Linked DNA regions of Mus musculus: all the other regions are linked to region 1. A link is a contact called in public Hi-C data. All regions are on one chromosome and are shown on one strand. The core of a region is the stretch at or near the end of the contact, and the rest is flanking DNA. Distances in the headings are between cores, read along the strand shown.

The links. Hi-C and Micro-C count contacts between places; a contact is called where the count stands out from the background.
Region 2: a contact with region 1 is called in a Hi-C map of uterus, with 4 times the contacts expected there. The contact joins two enhancer-like sites. A contact is called at or near these places in 19 of 484 Hi-C or Micro-C datasets (the N1E-115 cell line, the Patski cell line, cardiomyocytes and 13 more), 4 of 115 datasets of contacts at active chromatin or transcription factors (the NIH/3T3 cell line, cardiomyocytes, embryonic stem cells and 1 more) and 1 of 9 other capture datasets (embryonic stem cells).
Region 3: a Hi-C map of cerebral cortex shows a contact between it and region 1, with 3 times the contacts expected there. The contact joins two enhancer-like sites. A contact is called at or near these places in 22 of 484 Hi-C or Micro-C datasets (the G1E-ER4 cell line, the Patski cell line, cerebral cortex and 6 more), 2 of 115 datasets of contacts at active chromatin or transcription factors (both in embryonic stem cells) and 1 of 9 other capture datasets (embryonic stem cells).

The regions. Positions count from the first base shown.
Region 1 is chr12:13,210,563-13,214,771 of GRCm38.p6, forward strand. No RefSeq gene overlaps it. Among named protein-coding and RNA genes, the nearest start is that of Gm24208, 31 kb to the left of the region's middle. Within about 2 kb of position 1,704, at least 30 of the 459 cell types and tissues checked have an H3K27ac peak or open chromatin away from gene starts, as enhancers often do. A contact at or near this core is called in cerebral cortex and uterus, where this site is marked.
Region 2 is chr12:13,112,190-13,115,840 of GRCm38.p6, forward strand. Gm35298 (a long non-coding RNA gene) reads left to right here. Exons shown (of 5, transcript XR_381278.2): 3 at 3,517-3,599. Among named protein-coding and RNA genes, the nearest start is that of Gm35350, 11 kb to the left of the region's middle. Within about 2 kb of position 1,777, at least 5 of the 459 cell types and tissues checked have an H3K27ac peak or open chromatin away from gene starts, as enhancers often do. A contact at or near this core is called in uterus, where this site is marked.
Region 3 is chr12:13,092,950-13,096,662 of GRCm38.p6, forward strand. No RefSeq gene overlaps it. Among named protein-coding and RNA genes, the nearest start is that of Gm35298, 7.8 kb to the right of the region's middle. Within about 2 kb of position 1,707, at least 5 of the 459 cell types and tissues checked have an H3K27ac peak or open chromatin away from gene starts, as enhancers often do. A contact at or near this core is called in cerebral cortex, where this site is marked.

The sequences.
Region 1 (4,209 bases), core at 454-2,953:
TTTTTCTCTTTATTCCCCCTAGTTCCTTAAGATGGGAATTTAACATGAGATTCTCTTTTTATCTTGAATTTAAAAAATTATGTGTATGTACGAGTGCCTGCATGTATGTATGTGTACCATGTGTGTGCCTAGTGTCCTCTGAAGCCCAAAGGGGAGTCGGATCCCCTAGAACTGGAGTTATGAGTGGGTTCTGGGAACCACGTTCAGATCCTCTGCAAGAGCAGCAGGCACTCGCTCTGAAGCCCTGAGCCGTCTCCCTAGCTCCCCTCTTTCCCATTTAATACAACGATTCACAGCTATAAATTTCCCTCTAGCCACTGCTTTAGCTTCTTCCCCTAGCTGTCTTTACCATTTCTGTTTTCACCTTTCTCAGAGCAGTTTCTAATTTCTCTCAGGATTTCATCTTTGACATGGCAGCTCCATCTCTTCCTTGTGCTTGTTTACTGCTATGATGCTCTCTGTTGTTGACTTCCAAGTTCGGTCCAGTGTGTTTGGTGCCCGTGTAGCTCAAAGTCTTTTGAGCAGACTGAGGCATGTCTATGGACTACCATATCCTGGGGAATGCTCCCTGTGTCCTAGAGGGATATGTATTCTGTTGTTGGGGCCTCTAAAGATAGAGTCTTCTCAGCCTATATTCTGCTAGTTATAATTAAGTCTTTCCAGTTCTGGTTGAAAACCAGGTATTGAAGTATCCAACTAGTATTCTTGAATTTTTACCTTGTTACTTTAAACCACAGTTTCCTTAAAGGACAATAATTATTCCTGCTTTACAGAGGGGTAAAGAATTTAAAATACACTGGGTGGTGGTACGTACCTTTAATTCTAGCACTTGGGAGGTAGTGGCAAACAGATCTGTGAGTTCAAGGCCAGCCTGGTCTACAGAACAAGTTCTAGGATAGATAGAAATAGATAGACAGACAGAAGATGGGTGGGTGGTTGGTGGATGGAGAGAGAGAGAGAGAGAGAGAGAGAGAGAGAGAGAGAGAGAGAGAGAGAGAGAGACTGTGCACGGTGAGTACTGCTGCAGTGGCTCTGGATGATTGGCAGTGCACAGTGGTGGGGAGAAAGCTTTCCATCCAGTAGCTAGCTGGTTCTGGGTTACATCAACATACTTTCAGTCTGGAAAACACAACCCCCCTAAAGGAGACAGTCACGGCTCAGCCCTGTATGACTCTACAGCCTAATTTCCAAGATGTACATATCTCCCATCTTAAAAAAAAAATCACGAAACTTACAAGCTAACATATTCTAACCTGTCATCCGAACTCTGCTAGCTGGATCATCACAGAAGGGTCACGAAACTTGCCTACTCCTCTCTCATTCCTTTCTTTTCCCTGTTTAACAAATAAATGCTTACTAGCAGCCCTGGCCGGGCCATACTCTGCCCTGGGTCCAGAGTATGCTGAAGGTCGGCCTGCTTTAAATGCCCTTCTCTCTGCAGCAAGAGGTAGTATGTCTAAGCAGGTAAATAAAATGCAGGAAGCGTATACTTTGGGAGGGGAAGGAACAAAAGGTTTAGAGCACACATAAAGACAGAGGTGACCTGCCTAGTAGGGAGGAGATCGTGAAGGAGCAGGAAGAGTGGTTCCCAACAAAGCACTACCAAAAACTGACAAGACATGCAGTCCTCAACAGCAGCTTGAGTTTCATAACCCTTCCTGCCCCTGCCAGCCCTCTTAGGTGGGAGGGGGCCCGGGGAGGAGGAGGAGGAGGAAAACAAGAGGATGTTACACTAAGTGAGTCATCCAGCCTCAAATAACCGAGAGCTGCTAAAGCAGAAAGTTCTCAGCTTGGAAGTGTGCCAGCTTCAGTGCTGCAAAAATAGCCACGATGAATTCACATATTTCTCTGGGAGTGTTGGTCCATCGTACCAGTGAAATCTCAGCCACAGCAAATTGGAACTTGGGGCCCATATGCTCAAAATCATGCTCAGATTTTGGTCAAAGGTTTTCTTGAGAAGGCTGAAAAAGCTGTGATTTTGTTTTTTTGTTTTTTGTTTGTTTGTTTGTTTGTTTGTTTGTTTTACTGAAAGTGGTCTATTCTTCCATTCTGTTGGGGTTATTACACTATGGGATATTGTTTCCTGCTCGGAGTGAAAAGTCTCGGTGTTTTTCTGTTGAAGGCCTCCATCATCTAAGCATGATAGTCTCGTCAGTTGGAAAAGGTCACAATGTAAGAATGCCTGCACACTGTAGAGGGAGAAGAGGCATTGTAGCCCAAAAGCCTCTCACTAGACCATTGGTTCCTAGCTTTCCTAATGCTGCAACCTTTTAATCCAGTTCTGCATGTTGTGGGGACCCCCAACTATAAAATCATTTCATTGCTACTTCAGAACTGTAATGGTACTACTGTTATAAATGGTAAAATAAATATCTGATATACAACTGTTGGTGGCCCACAAGTTGAGAACCACTGCTCTAGCAGCACCTTGACCCACCTGGAATAGGTATGTGACAGTTTTAGAGAGTTTAGAGCTAATTTGCTTAGTTAGTTAGTTAGTTAGTTAGTTAGTTAGTTAGTTAGTTAGTTAGTTTTTCAAGACAGGGTTTCTCTGTGTAGCCCTGACTGTCCTGGAACTCACTTTGTAGACCAGGCTAGCCTCGAACTCAGAAATCTGCCTGCCTCTGCCTCCCGTGTGCTGGGATTAAAGGCGTGCACAACCACGACCCGCTAGCTAATTTATAATGTGTAGGGGAGACAAAGAGATGAGCTGAGGTTTTCCTGGAGGGGCACAGCAGGAAAGCCCACCTTCCAGGGCTTGACAAACTCAACATCCAAGACCCTTGCGCCTCAGGCTCCTTACCTGAAAAAGGATAGCGCTGGCTCTTACATGAGTCAGAATCCAAAATATCTGGCTTCTGGGTGGCATTCCAGAGCAGACTTTTCATTCAAGGGGCTGGGTAGGATGACTCAGGGCCCTGACACTGGGTAAGATCCTGACAGTCAAGGAGGGAAGATCTCCCAGCAGGCAACAGCATAAGAATAAAGGCAGTCCTAGCACCATTACTTTCCAGCCATGTCATCTTTAAACTAGTAACTACCCTCTTGGTGATGCTTGGGAAATATGAAGGTAACCTAGCTTCTGGGTTGTTAGGACTGAACCAGAATGGGTACTTAGAATGATGCCAAGTTCACAGTATAGACCAATAAATGATACTTACTGTTTTTTACATAGGGGTTGGTGGTATGAATGGAGAGGATTTAAGGAGGAAGGTTGGGAAATAAAAGATTTAAGCGTCTTAGTTTGGATTTAATTAATAGAGGCCTATCTCACTTTCTTGGGTGGGTTTGACACAGATGATAAACTATATAACACTGAGTGTAATTTTAACTGTGCACTCAGTGGTAGAAACCAAATGAATTCTGTCACAGATTTAAATGGCCCCAGCAGAGGATGTTCTTGAGTTGGTGACTCAGTTCTGCTTCCATCACCTAAGAAGCTATTCAGTCATAGTAGAAGGTATATAGCTGGAGAGAAGCCATTCACTGATAGCAGAAGGTATATAGCTGGAGAGAAGCTATTCAGTGATAGCAGAAGGTATATAGCTGGAGAGATGGCTCCCACTTAAGAGCATTTGTTGATCTTGCAAAGGACCTGGGTTTGGTTCCAGCACCTATGTTGGCTCAAGTCATGTATAACGCCAGTTCCAGGAGATACAATATCATCTTAAGAGCTCTACAGGTACCAGGCACATAAAATATGCAAACACATCAAAGAAAGTTTAAAAAAAAAGATAGGAAGGAAGAAAGGAAGAAAAATAGAAGTTACTTGCTGAGAAGGGAGATTCTGAAAGACCATCCACGTTTTGAGTGTTCACATAAGTCCCCATGAGCTGCCATATGAAGTGACTAGGCTCATTGTCCAAGCTGTGCAAGCCCACACATCCTGCCCTTGTCCTCACCCATACCCACCCACAGGCAGGCAAGTCCACCAGGGCCATTCCACAAATTTCTAGCATGCTCTCCAGGGGCAATGGTGTAATTCCTGGGATCAGCTGCATAGGAGGCAAGAAAGCCGGTGGGTGTCAGCAATTAGTTAATGTGATACCCACCTCACTTCGTTCAGAGCTGGCCTTTCAGAGACAGGCAAAATCAAAGGAAATGACTGAGAAAAAGCACTCCAAGTTCTGGAGATGTTAATGAGCACAGCAATTAGCGTAAGCACGATCCTGACATGTATGGAAAATCTTTATACGGAGAAGTCTCCAA
Region 2 (3,651 bases), core at 527-3,026, 98 kb before region 1:
AATTCACTAAGTACTTCCCTGCCAGAGTAGGCAAAGCTAAGCTGCTAAGATGTTCAGACAAGCTGAGCTTCAAAGAAGACCCTGAAACCAGACCAGCTGTGTGGAAGAAGCAGAAACCAACTGAGTTACCTGGGAGGTGTTTGGACCAATTGAGGCACCTTGAAAGGACACTCTCCAACCTGTTGACTTCTGCTCCTATAAGAAACCCGTCACCCATACTTATGTCAGAAACCTCAATAAAAGCCTGTCTTAGTCAGGGTTTCTATTCCTGCACAAACATCATGACCAAGAAGCAGTTGGGGAGGAAAGGGTTTATTCAGCTTACACTTCCACATTGCTGTTCATCACCAAAGGAAGTCAGGACTCAAGCAGGTCAGAAAGCAGGAGCTGATGCAGAGGCCATGGAGGGATGTTCTTTACTGGCTTGCTTTCCTTGGCTTGCTCAGCCTGCTTTCTTATAGAACCCAAGACTACCAGCCCAGAGATGGTCCCACCCACAAGGGGCCTTTCCCCCTTGATCACTAATTGAGAAACTGCCTTACAGCTGGATCTTGTGGAGGCATTTCCTCAACTGAAGCTCCTTTCTCCGTGATAACTCCAGCCTGTGTCAAGTTGACACCCAAAACCAGCCAGTACAAAGCCATTCGTTCACTCAATTGGACTTTGGTGGTGTCTATACCTTAGTCTGCTGTGGGACACCTACCGGAGTGAGTAGATATGCGTGTTGTATCTCCCCGAGAAAAGTTTGCACACAAAACCTGTAGTACTAGCATCTGGGAGGTGGAACCAGGAGGAGTCGGACCTAAATTAAAGACAGTGTGGAATACATAGAGTCACAGGGCAGCCTGGGCAATATGAGACTGTCTCAAAGTAAGTAAGTTGTGTACTTCTAATACACAGTAGTGCAGAATAAACATCCATTCTCAAAGAACCATTAAAGATTAAGGAAAGATTCCAAGGCAAGAGTGAAACCATGAAAAGCCAACATCAATCCTGTGTTCAGGATCCAGGGCACAGTGTGTACTACCACACAATTTTCTATGTGCATTGTGGAAATCAAATTCAGCTCCTCACACATACATGGTAAGCATTAGACAACATGACTCATCTCTCTAGTTCCAAATTTCTTTTGTTTTAGCTTGCTGTGGTTGTTTAACTTAGAACTGTCTGTCACAGGCTCATATATTTGAACACTCAGTCCCTAGTTTTGGGGAAGGTTATGGGGCCTTTAAGGAGGTGGAGACTTACTGGAAAAAGTACATCACTGAGGTAAGCTTTGAAGTTTCTTTCTTTCTTTTTTTTCGAGACAGGGTTTCTCTGTATAGCTCTGGCTATCCTGGAACTCACTTTGTAGACCAGGCTGGCCTCGAACTCAGAAATCCGCCTGCCCCTGCCTCCTGAGTGCTGGGATTAAAAGGCGTGTGCCACCACACCCGGCTTAGCTTTGAAGTTTCTATCCTCACCACACGTCCTGTCTTTGTCCCTCTGTTCCTGCTTCTATTATCATTATAGACACCTTTCCCTATGGAACCATAAGCCAAAATAATACTTCATGAAATTGCTTTTAGTCATGATTTTTTATCATAGAAACAAAAGAATACCCTCCACTCCATTTTGTGGTCGCTTGTTACAGCATCCCAGGAAACAAACACATACAGGAAAGGGGCTAAGACAGACTGCAGGTACTGTTACAGGTGGCTGTCTGTCTATGGGGACCTTGTTGCTAAGGTGGTTTAGATAAGTGGGGGTGATGGCATTGTAGACAAGCAGTTGAGTCAGAGAGAGAACCATTGCGCTGTACCACACCCTGCTCTCAGGCTATGTTTGCAGAGTCATTGTGGAGGGCTTCCTCTGCTCAATAATTTCTCTAGGCTTTGCACAAGGTAACCCTTGCACCTGTGCGCCTACCACCCTTCATCGTTAGAGACATAGTGTGTGTATCTCTTCTTGGAAGGTTAACCTAGCTCGTTCATTTTTTCAAACCTGTTCTCTGACTTCTCCAATTGCTACTCTCTCCTTTGCACTATTTATCCATGTTTTATGCTTCTGTGTATAAAAAAAAAATGGGGTTTAGAGGTCATGTGACCAAAACCAAGATGATATAATCAAGAAGTAATGAAGTCTGTGTAGGGTTGGCAATAAGTGGTTTTTCAAATCACACCATTCTCGATTGCAGGAAATGAGGCCAACTCATTGAAACTAGGCACTTGTCTAGAACTGCTTACTTTTGATCATGCTTGTCATGCTGTCCCAGGACCCAGAGGGGCTGGAATTACATCACCTGCCTCTGGTTCATGATCGTTATTATTTCTTATTCTCAGAGGCTGTTGTCCTAGTGCCAGGAAATGCATATTTCACACTTTGCTGGAAAGGACAAAAGAATGTAGGGGCCCAAACAGAAGTCAGCCTGTTACATTGTTCTAAGTAAGAATGTGTTGAGTCGATGCCAGAGCTTCAGAAATGACGAGGATGGTTATTGTATTTTGCTGCTAGAGAGTCAAAATATTTTCTTTGGAAGGTATCTTGTGGGTACTCCCTCCACTGCATATCCGGAAATAAAGTGCCTCAGTTAATGTGCTCTTGGCACTGAGAGACAGAGGGGTGGGATGATCAGTGGGCCGAGTGCTAGCTCAGGGTAGTAGAGTGGGTTTAGGAGCCTGGAGATACAGGGCCAACTTGTTCACAATGCATACTCATGGACCATATAACCTGCTCACATCATGTCCCTTCTCCTGCCTATACGTTCTCAAAGCTAACTAACAAAGGGAAAGAGGGGTTTCCCCCTCAACATGACCCCAGGGCAGAAGTCTGGGCAGGTTAACCTAACAAGGATTTGAGGACAGGACCTGTGAACACCAGGTTTGACAGGTCCATGCCCTAGAGGCTGATGGTGACTCTCTATGACATAGAGATGTCGATCATGCATATGATCTTTCCCCCTTCACACTCAGTGTCTGAGTTGACAGTTCCCCAACACCTTTCACACTGGATACCCTGCTGGAGGCTTTCAGTAGATCTCATGACCTCTTGGGACACATGATCAACTCAGCTTTTTGTGCCAGGGAAATGAGCTGGCAGACTGAGATTCATTGTGTTACATCCTACAGTGGTCTGTTTGACTACCTCCTGTGAGTGCAACGCAAGGAGACATGAGCCCTTCCTCCTGAAGCTCACAACTTTGCCTGCTACATGACAGGCCTAGGGACTTCCAGGGTGACAGAAACAAAAAGCCTGGCAAGCCCAGGATCCCATCCCTTAAACTATTGTCAGTGACTCGCCAAGGTAAGAAACTCATGCTACTTACCTAGGTATAGGGAATATGGGACAGCTTGCTGCTCCAGGGAATACATAGAGGCTTGCTCCATTATCAGTGGGTCCCATAAGAGGTAACCAGTTCCCTTTTTCTGAGGGCGGGTAATTCAGAGCAACCCTTACTTCTGATCAAGTGGAGCTCACATTCCCTAGTGTGCCTGAGCAGCAGTCAGTGTTCCTAACACTGATTTTGTTTTCCTTCAGGTTCATAGACAGTCATAGACAACAAGAGCCCTGAACACTGTCGTCAGCATCTCGTGTAACACTCACTGGAGCCTTTGATGAAGGTGATTGCATTGTCCATCTTGTGTGGATTAATAAAATGGAGATTTAGAAAGG
Region 3 (3,713 bases), core at 457-2,956, 120 kb before region 1:
GTTCTACTTGACTTAACATGATCATCCTTCTCCTTGAGAAAGGAGACGTGGCTCTGGGATGCCAGCGTCATGTCCGCTCCGCTGCTCTTCCACTCTTTGAGCTTGAGCTCATAGCCACTTGTTGTCTTCCTTGGGAAGGTGATTGTCCCAGGATGTCTTGGGAAGACCATGAGTAGTCAAGTATACTGTGAAAGTCTCAATTTGTTCACATCTCTCAAGCATGAGTGAGGATTCTTGCCTGCCTAATGGCCTTCAGGGAGGCAGAACCCATCTGCTTTGTCCTCTGTGGTACCTGGTACCTGGGACAGGTACAGTTTGTTTATGGTTTATACATATGTATCTATGTATGTGAATATATGCCCATACATGGTGTGTGTGCCTGTGCATGCATATGTGTGTGCTTATGAGTGTGCCTCGTGTGTGTGTGTGTGTGTGTGTGTGTGTGTGTGTGTGTGTGTGTTTTGGCCAGAGGCTGACCTCAGATGTCTTTCTCAGTTACACTCCACCTTAAGTTTTGAGACAAGAGCTCTCACTGGAACTAGATCAGCACTGGCTGGCTGGTGACTCCCCAGGATTCTGCTATGCCTGTTTCCCCTGTGATGGGATTACAGGCATGCACCGCCGCACTCCCCTTTACATGGGAGCTGGGGATTGAGCTTGGACCCTCATGCTTGTGAAACAGACATAGCTACAGCATCTTCGCAGCACACGTGCTACATTCCTGATGCCTGAATAAACAACTCACGGATGAACCTGTACTTTCCTTGGACTGCCGGAGCAAAGGAGGGGGAGCCTAGGTTTCTGACGTTGGGGATTCTGTACCCTAAATTCTCTCTAGGCATCTCTGGACAGGTGGAAGTTTCAAGTGGTTCCTCTACGATTCATCCCACATACCCACCCCTCCCAATACCCCAGAGACAGGGGCACTTTTTTCTGACCATTAGAAGCTGATCTTACAAATTTCACACCTCACACAGACCCAGGGATACCAGGCAGCACATAGGCACAGAGCTGCCTGAGCATCGTGTGGACCAGTTTGGAGCCTGGATGTGGCTTCTAGGATTGACTCAACTTCCAAGGGAGGCTTCCATGGGGCCCTACCAGCACCTAGCCCGAGTTTCATGGCCACCCCTGTCACCTTTCTCTCATTTCCTGTGTCCAATCTTAAAGGGCTAGGAAAGACTGTAACCCAAATCTTAGAGGCCATGGTTCAGTTTTCATCAAGGTCTTCAACCTTGAAGAACCTCCTTCTGGCATCTTGCATGTTATCCGAGTCTCACTAACTTCAGTGTTTCAGACCCAGAGGGTGGATATAGCCAGCAGGCTACACGGAGATAAAGTGGAGGTGTGCAGCTACATTTTCCCACTTCCTACCATGTGTTGGCTTCTCTGCTTTGTGCCTCTCCTCCACAATAGTCATGCCTGTGTTGCAGCTGAGCCCTGCAAGCTAGCTGGGTCTATTCTGCTAGCAAGCTGAGGGCTGAGGGCCGAGGGTCTCAGGCTCTGCAGTCACAGGCAGACATTGGCCTCTAGAGCAGACTTTGGGGTGGGTGCAGTTTGATGCACTGTGTAACTGAACATATACTGTGACAGAGAACAATAAACATAGTTCTGGGCGAGGGACATTCCCCCCTGGCCACTGCCTGATCAGGGAAGGAATATTTTGTACCCATTCCTCTACCCGTGGATATACTTGGAAGTGAGCCAGCCACCCACGCCTCCCTAGTTCCTTCTATTCTCACTATCACATCGGTTCTATCATAAGAGCCTCTCTCCTGGGCCGCTCCTCCTTCAGTCTGACACCTCAAAAGTATATCCAAACTGTGAAACCCTGTGACACTGCTGTCCCCTCTCCATCACCCCCACTCCATCATTCTTAATCGCTCCACATTGCCCCAAGACAAACATTGACTGTGGAGGTTGGAATTCAAGACTGACCTCTGTTGCCAGGTTGTTCCTTAGCTGTAGCACTGAAGACAGAGAAGGCCTCACCATTCACTTTCTGGCCAATTGACCCTCTCTATGCTAGGCTCACCACAAGTACTACCTGGTCTATCAATCACTTCTCTTCAGCTCTTTAGCCAGTAACCCTACTATGCACAGTACACATGATGAGTCTCTCACACATTTTCATGACACTAACTCTGTATCACTGATGCCACTCAAGTAGCAGGACTGTGACTCACTCTTTCTTTTGTACCTTTCCCATTCTGGAACTTCGCAGAACAAGAAACACACACACAATCCTAAACAAACACACAGCAAAGCTTCAAAGCAGCCAGTGAAGAAACACATTAGTGCATGTCTTTGGTCTGATGTACAGGCCCTAGCAGCGATGAAAGAGAATGCTGAAGGATCATGCCAATGAGCTGTGTTCCGCTTAAATGTTCCTTGGAGAGATGGTAGCCTTGGGTGCCAAGTTACAGTGTCCTGTGGAGGATGAGACCCTTCAAAAGTCTCTATTCATTATAGGCCATAATTAATGTTCTCAATATCAATAAATAGAATAAATCCTCCCCTATCAGAGATTAAATCTCTACTAAGCTAAGAAGCTAAGAGACTTTTTTTTTTAAAGAAGTAACAAATCCAAAGGGAAAAAAAGAGCAGATTAAGGAAACCCCTGGAAACCTGAGGAATCAGGGTCACTGCTAACCAACAAGAGGGAGGCACCCAGAACACTTGCATCTCCCTGACCACCAATCACCAGACAGAGGCAGAGAGAAAGAGGGAGGGAGAAAAGAAACAGGAGAGGTTTGGGTGAAATCGATCAATAGCCTCAAACGAAAGGGAATTAAGTTGACAGAGCAATGACAGAGCCCATACATGTGTACTTGCAAATGTACACACATGCACACACACAAGAATATACACATATAGACATGTGCAAACACATATACACACACACAAATATACACACATATATATATGCAAACACACACATACGGACACAAATGTGCACACACATGCACACACATGTGAATATACATCTTTGTGTATATATATATATGCAAACACATACACATGCACACAGATGTGCACACACATGTACACACATATACATACACATGCATACACACACAAGTATTAGTGAGATAGTGGGTGGTGTTGCAGCATAGACAACATGGCACAAAACAGAAAAGAAAGAAGAGACCTGCTTAGTGACAGAAAGGGAGTGGACACTCAGTTTGCTCACTGTTGACTCCATCTGGTCAAGACACACTTAGAAAAATGAACAGTTTATGAGAGAGTGCCAGTAGTTTCCAGTAGCAACTCTCAGGGTGTCCTTCCTCCAGCCACAGTTGCTGTCATGCAGTAATATGCTGACTTAATTATTCCCCAGGAACCAGGGCTCCCTGGGATAACAACGACAATATCTTATTATTATTATTTTTATTCACTTTACATCCCACTCACTGCCCCTCCCAGTCACACCTCCCACATCCTTCCGATATCCCCCTCCCTTTCTCCTCTGAGTGGGTGGAGCTCCCCTGAGTATCCCCCCACCCTGACACATAAAGTCCAAAGACATTATCTTCAGTAGTCCCCTGGGTTTGCTCACCACATACCACAGTTCCAGATATGTCCTGCCAATCTACACATGTGACCTATACATGCACTAGAGTCAGTGCTCAGATGGGTGAGAATTCTGCTATATACTATGCAAGTGGCTTTGGAAGACATGGGGATACATGAAATAAGCTAGACACAGAAGG